2 separate regions of the Zea mays genome follow, and region 1 is linked to region 2. A link is a contact called in public Hi-C data. All regions are on one chromosome and are shown on one strand. Each heading gives the region's core, a stretch centred on a gene start, on an enhancer-like site or on the middle of the called end of the contact. The rest is flanking DNA. Distances are from core to core; before and after follow the strand shown. Region 1 holds the start of LOC103627577 (E3 ubiquitin-protein ligase Os04g0590900). Region 2 holds the start of LOC100283476.

Evidence for each region. A called contact is a pair of places that touch in the nucleus more often than the background predicts.
Region 1: a Hi-C map of leaf shows a contact between it and region 2, with 2.9 times the contacts expected there. The contact joins the promoter of LOC103627577 here to the promoter of LOC100283476 in region 2. A contact is called at or near these places in 2 of 25 Hi-C or Micro-C datasets (ear and leaf).

The regions. Positions count from the first base shown.
Region 1 is chr5:206,721,878-206,726,973 of Zm-B73-REFERENCE-NAM-5.0, reverse strand. It overlaps LOC103627577 (E3 ubiquitin-protein ligase Os04g0590900), which reads left to right and starts at 3,241. Exons shown (of 1, transcript XM_008647878.4): 1 at 3,241-5,096. The coding sequence starts at 3,940.
Region 2 is chr5:206,454,809-206,460,170 of Zm-B73-REFERENCE-NAM-5.0, reverse strand. LOC100283476 reads right to left here and starts at 1,647. Exons shown (of 13, transcript NM_001156376.1): 1 at 1,418-1,647; 2 at 407-584. The coding sequence starts at 1,500.

The DNA of each region.
Region 1 (5,096 bases), core at 1,992-4,491, 270 kb before region 2:
AGCGATATCCGCTTGTCAACAGTTTTATTATGCTCTTATGTGTAGCGATATCGAATATAAAAGAAAAGATCTGGCGCGCATTACGGAATGCTGTTTCTTGGTCAGTAAGCCCATGAAAGGCTGACAGTTCCCATACGTAGGAAAGCCCAGATCAAGTGCGTACACTGCAGCTTTACCTTTAGATCAAATCCAATTCTAGTCCCCATTTCCCCCCCCCCCCCCCCCCCCCCCCCCCCCCCCCCTAGTTACTACCAACTTGCTAACATACTGCCACGGTGCCATGCTGCCTTCTGCTGAAATTATGCATTCTGTCCTTTGAACCACACCGTGTAACCCACTTGTCAGTTAGTTGTCACTGACTGATTCACCACTACTCGTGTCACCTGGGTTATCCTGTTTGGCTCGAAAACGGCAAGAAGAGCCGAGCTGTTGCTGTTTGCTGAATCGGTTTGGCATGTGACGCTACAACATAGATCCACAGTTTCTCTTTTCGTAGTGCCAACTTTCTTTATGGTGTAAAGTAAGGGCCAGCAAGTGGGGTCTGCCCTTTTCCACGTCCTGGCATCAAAACTATGGAAAAAGCTGGAACTTGGTTGCCCTTGTCGTTGCTTTTCCAGCTAAGCAATGATTTAACCCATGGATCTGATTACTTCCTTGGTTCTTTCCATCCTCACATTGCCATCATGCTATTGATTTATCCCCTGTGCACTATATATATATACACACACACACTATCAAGATCGTTCCACATTTCTGTCTAGGGCAAGCTTATAACTTTTCCCATTTTTATTCACTGAAATTTCGACCAGAATTTTTTTTATCTCGATGGATGAGTGTATGCTACACCTCCAAGGTCCTGTTCAGCTGTATCAGTTATGTTTGGTTTCATATGGTACAGAACTACAGATAAGAGAGTTATCATGCCTGGGTTGTTTTCTTTTGCTAGGGGTTTTTTACGCCCCTTTTCACCTTCTTAATATAAAGACACACAACTCTCTTGCTAATTTGAGAAAAAGAATCGTGATTTTTCCAGAAAAAAAAACAGGGGAAAAGTGCTACACTTAAAGCAGCATTATGCATATACCGGCTATTTATCACAGCATGAATTCACTCTAACCGATTCATCAAAAAAAAAAGATTCACTCTAACCGTAATAGTTTTCCATGTTGTCAGCTCTTAAGGTGGGTAATGAGGAATGCAGGAGTGGAGTCCATCTCTAACTCATTCGAGGAGTAAAACAGCAGACTTCAAAGTGCGATATTGGGTCAGATTGATATGACGCAAACCTGAAATCTACAGCACAGAGATGATTATGGGGTTAGTTTACTTTGCAGTATACAAGGCAACCACATCTGATTTAAAGACCAAGGAATATATTTAATTCTCTCTATAACACTATATCGATATACATTTGTATACAGAGAACACGTCTTATATTATAGGACAAGAACAAAAAATAGTCACGCCTTATATTCTGGGACAGCTTGCTTTGTTCTTAACATGAAAGCACAAGTGAATGCTCTGACCTTATTAATGTGACTAGTGGTTTTGGGAAAAGAAGACAACATGATGATCGTTTGCCTCGTGTTCTCCAATATATGATATCTTTCTACTCCAACCAATCTTCCATTAACATAGTTGACTACGTGCGTCCACATGATATGACAAGGCAAAATAAAATAAAGCTAATAATTGTGATCTGTGCAGGAACTATAAATTTCATTCTGACGGTGTGGCGGTACGAATTTGGTCAATACTAAATTGATTCTGTTTCCTGTCGGAACTCTTAAAATTTGAGAAAATATAAACTATATTCAGGGTTGTGAAATTCTTGATAAGATCTTTTTGTGAAGAAAAAAACAAAAGGACAAAATGGTATGGACGGAATAATAGAAATAGACGATGGGTTAGAAAAGATGTGTGCACGCTGTTACTGGATGCATTCGATATCACCTTGTCGGGTGCATTAGATATTGCCATAGTACAAATGCTTTTTTAGTAGTTCTTTTCTGCAGTTGTTTATGTGTTTATTATGCCTTCAGCGAGCTGCTGTAGTTCCATTCACTTTATTTTCTTTGGCACGGCGATAGCCTTTTCTTTCTCCACTCTATTTGCACCCGCCTGTATGGTATTCCACACTGATGCTGATGCTTAGGTGAACTTCCGTGGTTACATAAGTACGAGAAAACATTGAGCGTCGTTTTGCACTGTTCTGCTGGTCATCTTCCAAAATCAAAAGCACCCAAAATTAGGTGGCCTTAATCTTTCAAATGAATAGAACTGCACATCTCCCTTGGCCTGCATGGCCCCCAATTTTTTTCTGTCACCATCTTCGCTTCATGTTGCTGTCACACTGCTGACCCCACTGATTGGCAATGATTTGTTCATGCCATCCAAAAGAAAATAAACACACTGCCTGTTGAATCAGTTCGGCCTTGATGATCTGGTCCATTGCATTAAACTAACTTGTGGTCTAGTCGCCTAGTTCTACAATATTCATCAGTGGCTCCTATCATGAGTTGCTTCAACCAAGACCTAGGACCAGTGTGACCTATTTTTAGATAATAAAGATAACCTCTGACTTTTGTGTTGATTAAGGGTCTGTTTGGCACAAAGCTAACTGTTAGATGGCTAAAAATCAGTCAAAATTATCTATAGCGGATATGACAGAAAAGCTAATAGGTGAGCTATTTTTACTTAACGTTGTAACTAGTTAGTCAAATAGCTAGCCAATTGTAGCTAATTTTCAGCACGAACTAGCTATGAGTCCGTCTTTCATTGTTACTCTGTTGTTTGCCTAATCTAGACCTTCTTTTATTAATGTAACCGATAGCTTTCCGGCTTGGTTCTTTTAAGAAAGGACCTATCTAGCAAGCACTCAATTGTTATAGTGCCCAAAAACAATATATAAGAGTAAATTCCTAGTGAAATTAGACTAGCTAATAAATAACTAGATAACTATTACCTAATTTGCTAAAAATAACTAATAGATAAACTATTAGGTAGACTTTTTACATATCTTTAACTAATTTTAGCAGCTAATTAATTATTAGATCTAGTACATTCAAACGTCCCTTTAAATCGATCTATTTGTGCGTACAAATTGGGGATAGCTCGTGCCGTGCTGTCAAAAACATCCTCCCGCCAGCAAAAGCCGTGGTTCGAAAATTGGCGACGACTGATATGGGATGCAAGCATGATGGAGAAAATTATGAGGCATGAGAAATAAATTGCATTGTTGCTGAAACAACTCTATTTATTTCATCCGAATTCACGTACTTCTACTTCTGTCGTCCTTTCATCCGAGCACTCCCTTTCTCATGTCTGCCAAGGGAGACAAACTAGGTAAAGGGAGGCCATGAATGGCAGCTGCAGAGAGGAAAAGAAAACGAAAGCAGAGCGGCAGCGTCGGCCCAGCACCCAACCACCACCACCATCTCCTCCTCCCCCACTCCCTGTCCGCCTCTACCGCTCGCGAAATACTTCCCCCTCCCTGTCAGTCTCTACCCAGTCGCCGAGTCGCGTATGGTTTGGTCTCACTGATGTGTACTCCGTAGCATCAATTCCTCGGAGGCCGGCTCATGGCTCACGCTGGCAGCATCTCGTGATCTGTGTCCCCCTTCTCCGCTCAACATTTCCCAGCTCCTGGAAAGCTCAGCTGCGTAGATACGAGCACAGGCACCTAATCCGTAGCTACCTCTCTTGCTTCCATCATATCATATGGGCACAATTATTTGGATTTTGGAGCAGAAACTCACGATAATGCCGTTCTCCAGTGAGCTGCTAGAGCCTGGCAGTCTCAGGAGGGATTGTCTCAATATTTGAGATAGAGGTAGCTGAGATTTATAAGCACTGGGGCTCTGTTTCTTTATCCTTTCCTTCCCTTTCAGCCCACCGGCCGGGGTTGGTTGTTGTCACCGTGTGCTTCCGTCGTCTCCCATGGCGGCAGTGGCGTCTTCTCCTCCTGCGACAATTGCTGGGCCGCAGCCGACGTGGTTGCCCTATGAGCCAACCAGGGACTGCTCCCAGGGCCTGTGCAGCATGTACTGCCCGCAGTGGTGCTACTTCGTCTTCCCGCCCCCGCCCCCGGCCTTCGACATCGCCGGCCCCGGCGGCGGCGGCGGCGACGACGACTCCTCCGGCCCCACCTTCTCGCCCCTCGTCATCGCCATCATCGGCCTGCTCGCCAGCGCCTTCCTCCTCGTCAGCTACTACACCGTCATCTCCAAGTACTGTGGCACCTTCAGCTCCCTGCGGAACATGGTCTTCGGTTCCCGCAGGGGCCGCGGCCGCGGCCGTGGCGGCGGCGGCGGCGGCGGCGGCGGCGGCGATTCAGGGGCTCAGGTGCCGTGGGGCGCCATGCCGCCGGACGGGCTGGACGAGACCCTGATCAACAAGATCACGATCTGCAAGTACAAGCGCGGCGACGGGTTCGTGGACAGCACCGACTGCTCCGTCTGCCTCGGCGAGTTCCGAGACGGCGAGAGCCTCCGGCTGCTGCCCAAGTGCAGCCACGCGTTCCACCTGCCGTGCATCGACACGTGGCTCAAGTCGCACTCCAGCTGCCCGCTCTGCCGCTGCAACATCGCCTTCGTCACCGTCGGCGTCGGGGCGGTGTCGCCGGAGCCGGAGCCGGAGCGCCGCGCCCCGCGGGAGGACCGCGACTGGAGGAGAGACAACCCCGAGCTGGTCCTGACGGTGGGCGGCCCCTCCTCGGACCCAGTGCGTGGCGCACCGCAGAGCCAGAGCCAGAATGCGGTCAGCGGCAGCGGCGGTGACGACGGCCAGGATGCACTGGCGCGGAAGGATTGCCCGGAGAGATCGGAGGAGGGCAGCGGCAATGCGGAGATAAAGGAAGACTGCGCGCTGCCGGCGGTGAGGGCGGCGTCGTCGCTGTCCGACACGCACCGCGAGGGCCGCATGTCCATCGCCGACGTGCTGCAGGCGAGCCTGGAGGACGAGCTGACGATGGCCCGGGAGAGCGGCCTCCTGGCGGGTTCGTCGGGACGGTGCCCGTGCCACGGGGAGCACAGCAAGGACGGCGGCCGCAGCGGCCGTGCAATGCCGGACGCGGCGAGCAAGCGGTTGCCGGCCGT
Region 2 (5,362 bases), core at 398-2,897:
AGCTCATGGATCCTTTTTTTAACTCTCTTGAAATATCACAGAACAATGTTTATCAGGCAACTCATAAAATTTGTATAGCTCAAAGTGACAAATCGGTTCCTCTTTGAGTCTCACAAATTTTTACCCACCTACTCTATATTTTCTCTACGCATATCTGCAACATTATATGCACGGACTTGGTTATGATTATGAAAATAATGGAAATGGAATGCAATAGCGAGCAAAATAAGTGGCTGATTCCTCCTTTCATTCTAGAAAAATAACATGCAAAACAGGTAGGTGGAATTCATAAAAACTGTCATTTTAATATTTGTATTTCAAACTCCTAAACCAAGACTGTAATATGATTTCATGGACTATGCAATTTTCGTTTTAATGCATGCATATCACAGAAAGGGTAGCATACCTCGACAACAAATTTGAAAGCACATGCAACATTAGCATTGCTGCTAACTACGATCACAATGTAAACATTACTGATCCTCATATAAAGGAAGGAGCAGCCTCCTATTTGACGAACAGGGCATGTGCCAAGTTCTTTTGTTTGCATGATATGCATTCTGAACGCATCAACCATATTTCCCCTGCATAAACATACATGAAAACACTAGTCACTAAATTTATGTTGATCAAGATAAAGTAAACAAAACATGTGAATAAAGGCACCAAAATGATGCCAAATAAATATAAAATAGTAGAAACAAGGGAACAGATGGTGGTAGTAAATTAGCGTCGTCATGAAAAATAAGCCATTTTAAAAAAGGAAATAAAATGACTTACTGAATATATGCCTTATACTAGTGTAAGTGAAACAATATCGCTTGGTACGAATGTATAACAAACAAAGATTGTTTCAGACTCAAGCTGTCAAAATGGGGTTCAGTTCATAAATTTTCTCTGCAGATATCACTAATGCAAAATCGCACTATGAATGATCAAGTCAACTATGCAGCAATCGACTTTGTGAGCACTCGCTGATTCGCTACAACAAAATTTAGTCCCTAAGCAAGTTGGGATAAACAAGTTGTGGATAGTCTGGAAAAAAAATCTAGTAGCCTAGTACACAGACACATCTTTTAGACAGTCCTAGGTGAAGCACTCTAGGTGAATCTAACGAATTCACCGATTAAGTGATTAATAATCTATTTTCTAGATTCCAGAGAGCAAGCATACCGAGAATTAAGCATCCTTCCAAAAATGTAACGCTCGGCATGACTGTGACACGACCCAATTTTAGCAGCTAACGAATCAGATCAGCTAGGACTGCTTCCCATCTCGGTCCAAGCGGAATTTTCAACAAGAAAAATGGATGAAACTATATAATCGCGATCTACGAAGATGCGAGCTAGAAGCGAACTAATCGGTCCCTCCCAGGGCCGTAGATCTAGCGCTCCAAGCCCACCGCGGCACAACATACCCAACATCATCACGGTAGAGGCGGTTGATGAGGACGTCCCCGCGAAGGTTGAGGAAGTAGATGGCCGACGCTGCCACCGGCATCGTCGCCCGCCTTCCCGCCGCCCTTATCTCGCGGCCGGTTCCACGGGCGCGCCTTCAGGTACAACTCGAGCGACGGTGATCTGCTGAGTCCGTAGCTCGCCGGACGGTGAGGAGGGCGCGGGGTTTGGTTAGATCTGGCGGCAGCACGAGGTCTTCCCCGTCCGGGACGGGAGCTTACGGTGTGTTCTTTTTTGCAGAATAGACCTTTCTGGATGGCATATTTGCTTGGTCGTAGCGTCAACTTTTAATTTAAACTTGTGCTGAGTTCAGACCTGGATTTTTCCCCGAAAAGAAAACAGTATAATAATATTGAAAAAAACCCTGAAACGGTGGTAAAAATAATTTGGATTGTTTAATACAAAGAAGTAGAAGAATGGTTTAGGTACTACCTTGGCCTCGAGAAATTCTAATCCAAAACATAAATATTTAGGATCTATTTAGGATAGCTCCATCAACACTATATTTATTAAAAAAAATCAGCACTATATTTATTAAAAATAGATTTACTTCACGAAAAGTTACACGAATCGTCTAGCTCTATAAAATTTGGATTAGAGTAGATCTATGGTTAGATTCACTATTTTAGTAGAGCTCCTCAAGGATGCTCCAACAAACTTAAATTGTTGAAGTTAGAAATAAAATACCCACACTATCACTCGTTACACAACGTATCAATTTATTGTATTTCTCTCTTCTTTCTCGGTTTGTGTTTTCTTTCTTTCCTCGTGACTACTTAGAAGAGAAATGACTTTAAATCATTTTCTATATTAATTTTGTTGTTTAATGACCATTACAATGATATAGACTGACTAGTCTGACAAGTATTTGATTCATAGGTTTATAAGATTGACTTCAGAGTTTCTAAGTCAGAAACCGTTTAAATCCAGCCTTAGAGGGATAAATCTTGGGATAAAAGAACTAGCAATAGTTCTATACTATGGATAAATTCTAAATACCTCTAAGAACATATTCGATAGATTAAAGAGGTTGGATAGCTCTGTTTCAACTGTCCACTTTGAACCAATTTAAGCTAGAAAAGGAATATGAGTTGGAGAAAATTAAACAACCATGTTTCATGGCTTATACTAGTTGGAAAGTCACTAGATATGTTTGTCTAAGTCATAGAAACACCCTCAAGTTTAGCCAAACTCGTTTGAAGAAAAAATGCTCAAGTTTGGCCAAACTTGGTCTATGTAGAGGCACATCATACCGATCCGGTGGTCCACCGGACCAGATGCGTAGAGGGGTCTGGAACTGGTCTCCGACGGCTAGAGCACTGGACCGATCACGTGGGTCGTCACACCACTTTTCAGAGAGGTTATTTTTGAAGCCAAAGAGGAGCTAACTGCTAGCGTGTCGCCCGGTCCGATGGTGCACTGGACCGTCTGATAGAAAAACGGTAATCTCCAACTCCAACAACTAGGTTGATGTGGCAGAGGTTCGATGGCATGTCAGATCGGTCTGGTGCCTCTAATAATACTAAGACTGGGTGTTCGGGTTCGGGTCGGGTAGTTCGGGTTTTGATAAATTCGGGTAATAGAAATTGTTACTCAATAACAGCCAACAAAAAACACTACCCGCAATTTCGGGTTCGGGTATACCCAATTTACCCGAGCGGCAAAGGACCGACGAGCGCCTTCGAGGAGAGGGCCTAGGCCTCCGGGCATGCGGGCGCCGCCACCGAGGAGAGTGGAGAAAGGCGCCTGACGGTTACTGCTACTGCTAGGTTATGGAGGGGACTAGCTCAAGTCATTGGAGTGTTGGGCATCAGTCCATTTCCAACTGCCGTCGAGCATAACGAATGAAGCAGATGTGCCCTGATGGGCTCATGGGCCATCGCACTCGCACAGTTAGACTGGATTATAGACTCCACGTCTCCACTCTCCACGGTTCGCATGTGCAGCAACTCGACCAGATCTATAAGAGGTCAAGTATGAAAACCATCTGCCCGACAGTGATTTCCCACACTTGAACACATATAAACCCAGTGGTCCAATGAAATCGTGAAGGATCTCAAACTTTTCTTTCTCAACCAAGATCGTAATAAATTAACATTCACGGTATCACGTGACACAATATTCCATGGAATTTAAGATAGATCGAAGTGAATAAAGTTATTACAACTTAGTCGGCACGAAGGCCCAAATAACATAAAAGTAGCATCACCGTAGTGATTAGTTTTAGCAGAAGCAGTTATTCAAGTAGCACCCACCACACATGTGGGTTTCCAAAATACATTGTGAACATTAGGGTTGTGTCAACCCACCAAAAGCATTAGAAGATAATGGAGAAGCCATGCCCATGGCCTAGTCATCTCCTGTAGCCAGGTATAAGCAGTGCTCACAATATCCATAGAACATTTGGCCATCTGCAACAACATTGGGAGTAGAACCCTGAGTACTGGAATGTACTCAGCTAGACTGACCCGTCCAAAACCAGGAAATAAGAAGGTAAAGGACTCCAAAGGATTATGCAAAACTTTATCTGGGGTTGGCTCTTTGCTTTGTAAGAGTAACATGAGTTAATGAAGTTATTAACAGCTTAAAAGGGTATCAAGTTCATTTATCCACTTTTAGCAGTTCAATGTTAGTACATGTTCCGCTGTAGAACTAGGTTTGCACATGATTCTCTAATTGTTCATTGCCAATTTCACTATAAGTCTAATTGTAACTTTATTGAAGAATCAAGTTAAGAAAGACTGTTGATGTTTAATCAAACAAGATTAACCCAACCCTTGATTTTGAAGCATAAGTATCATCATTCTTAATCCCTCTCTTCATTCTCATAGAAATCATAGTTCTTTTTACGATGAAATAGCTCAAGTCAAGTGCCAACTATCCAGGAGTGATGGCAATTCAAATGGTTTACTGGCTAGTTGGCGGGGTAGTTCTAACACAAATCATACCCACAATACCTCGTGAGATACAATCACCACCTCACTCATTCTAGCAGTAGCCTCGCTGCACATCGTGGATTCCACAAGGGTCACCATACCTAGGGACCGCCCGACTACTAGAGGGTCAGGGTGTACCATACACCATGGGTCATCTCGTTGTGTCCCTGTCACTCCTCACTCACACCAATAAGTGCACCGCGAGGTCGATCCGGTTGGAATGTTGTTCTGGATTTGCGGTCGAAACAAATTATTTGGTCAAGTGTTTAGGCATAAATTGAACATGACTCGAGGGACCACAACGGTACGATCCTTAATTGACATAGACGGGATCACTATGGCCTACATTCCCCATAAGACTCTGTCCGATCTCAATTTTAACCTTTACACTACCATGGATATTACCTGATGACTTTATCCAAACCAAGCATGAGGTAACCACCTATATCTCGCATGTGATAGGAAATCACCGACTTCTACTGTCTAAGCAGGTCTAAGCATTTTTTAAGCGTACTTAAATTAACCAGGTGGCAAGGATAGGGTAAACAAGGTAGTTAAGGATAAATACAACAATTGTTTGCAAACAACTTCTACACCTAATGCAACAATCGTAGACAAGTAGTGAATAAATTAAATTACTACAAAACATAGGAAATTAGATGTTGGGGCTCGCCTTTCTCGAAGGAACCAGGGCGGTGATCAGGACACTCCTGAGCTTTGGCTTATGGTTCACCCTCTTCCACGAGAATTCCTTGTAGCTCCTCGGCAATCCCTACTGGCACTTCCTCCTGTGATCATGTATGATGCATGGATGCAATATGAGAATAGGTGATGCTTAATGGAAGAGATGCATGATGCTTATGGGTGCATGTGGTTTGCAACATTCTTTAAGGTTCAGAGGTTACTACCAATCGGTTTCTATAAGATAGTCTACATCGTCCAAGAACATGTAGTCTGTTTTTTCTTGGT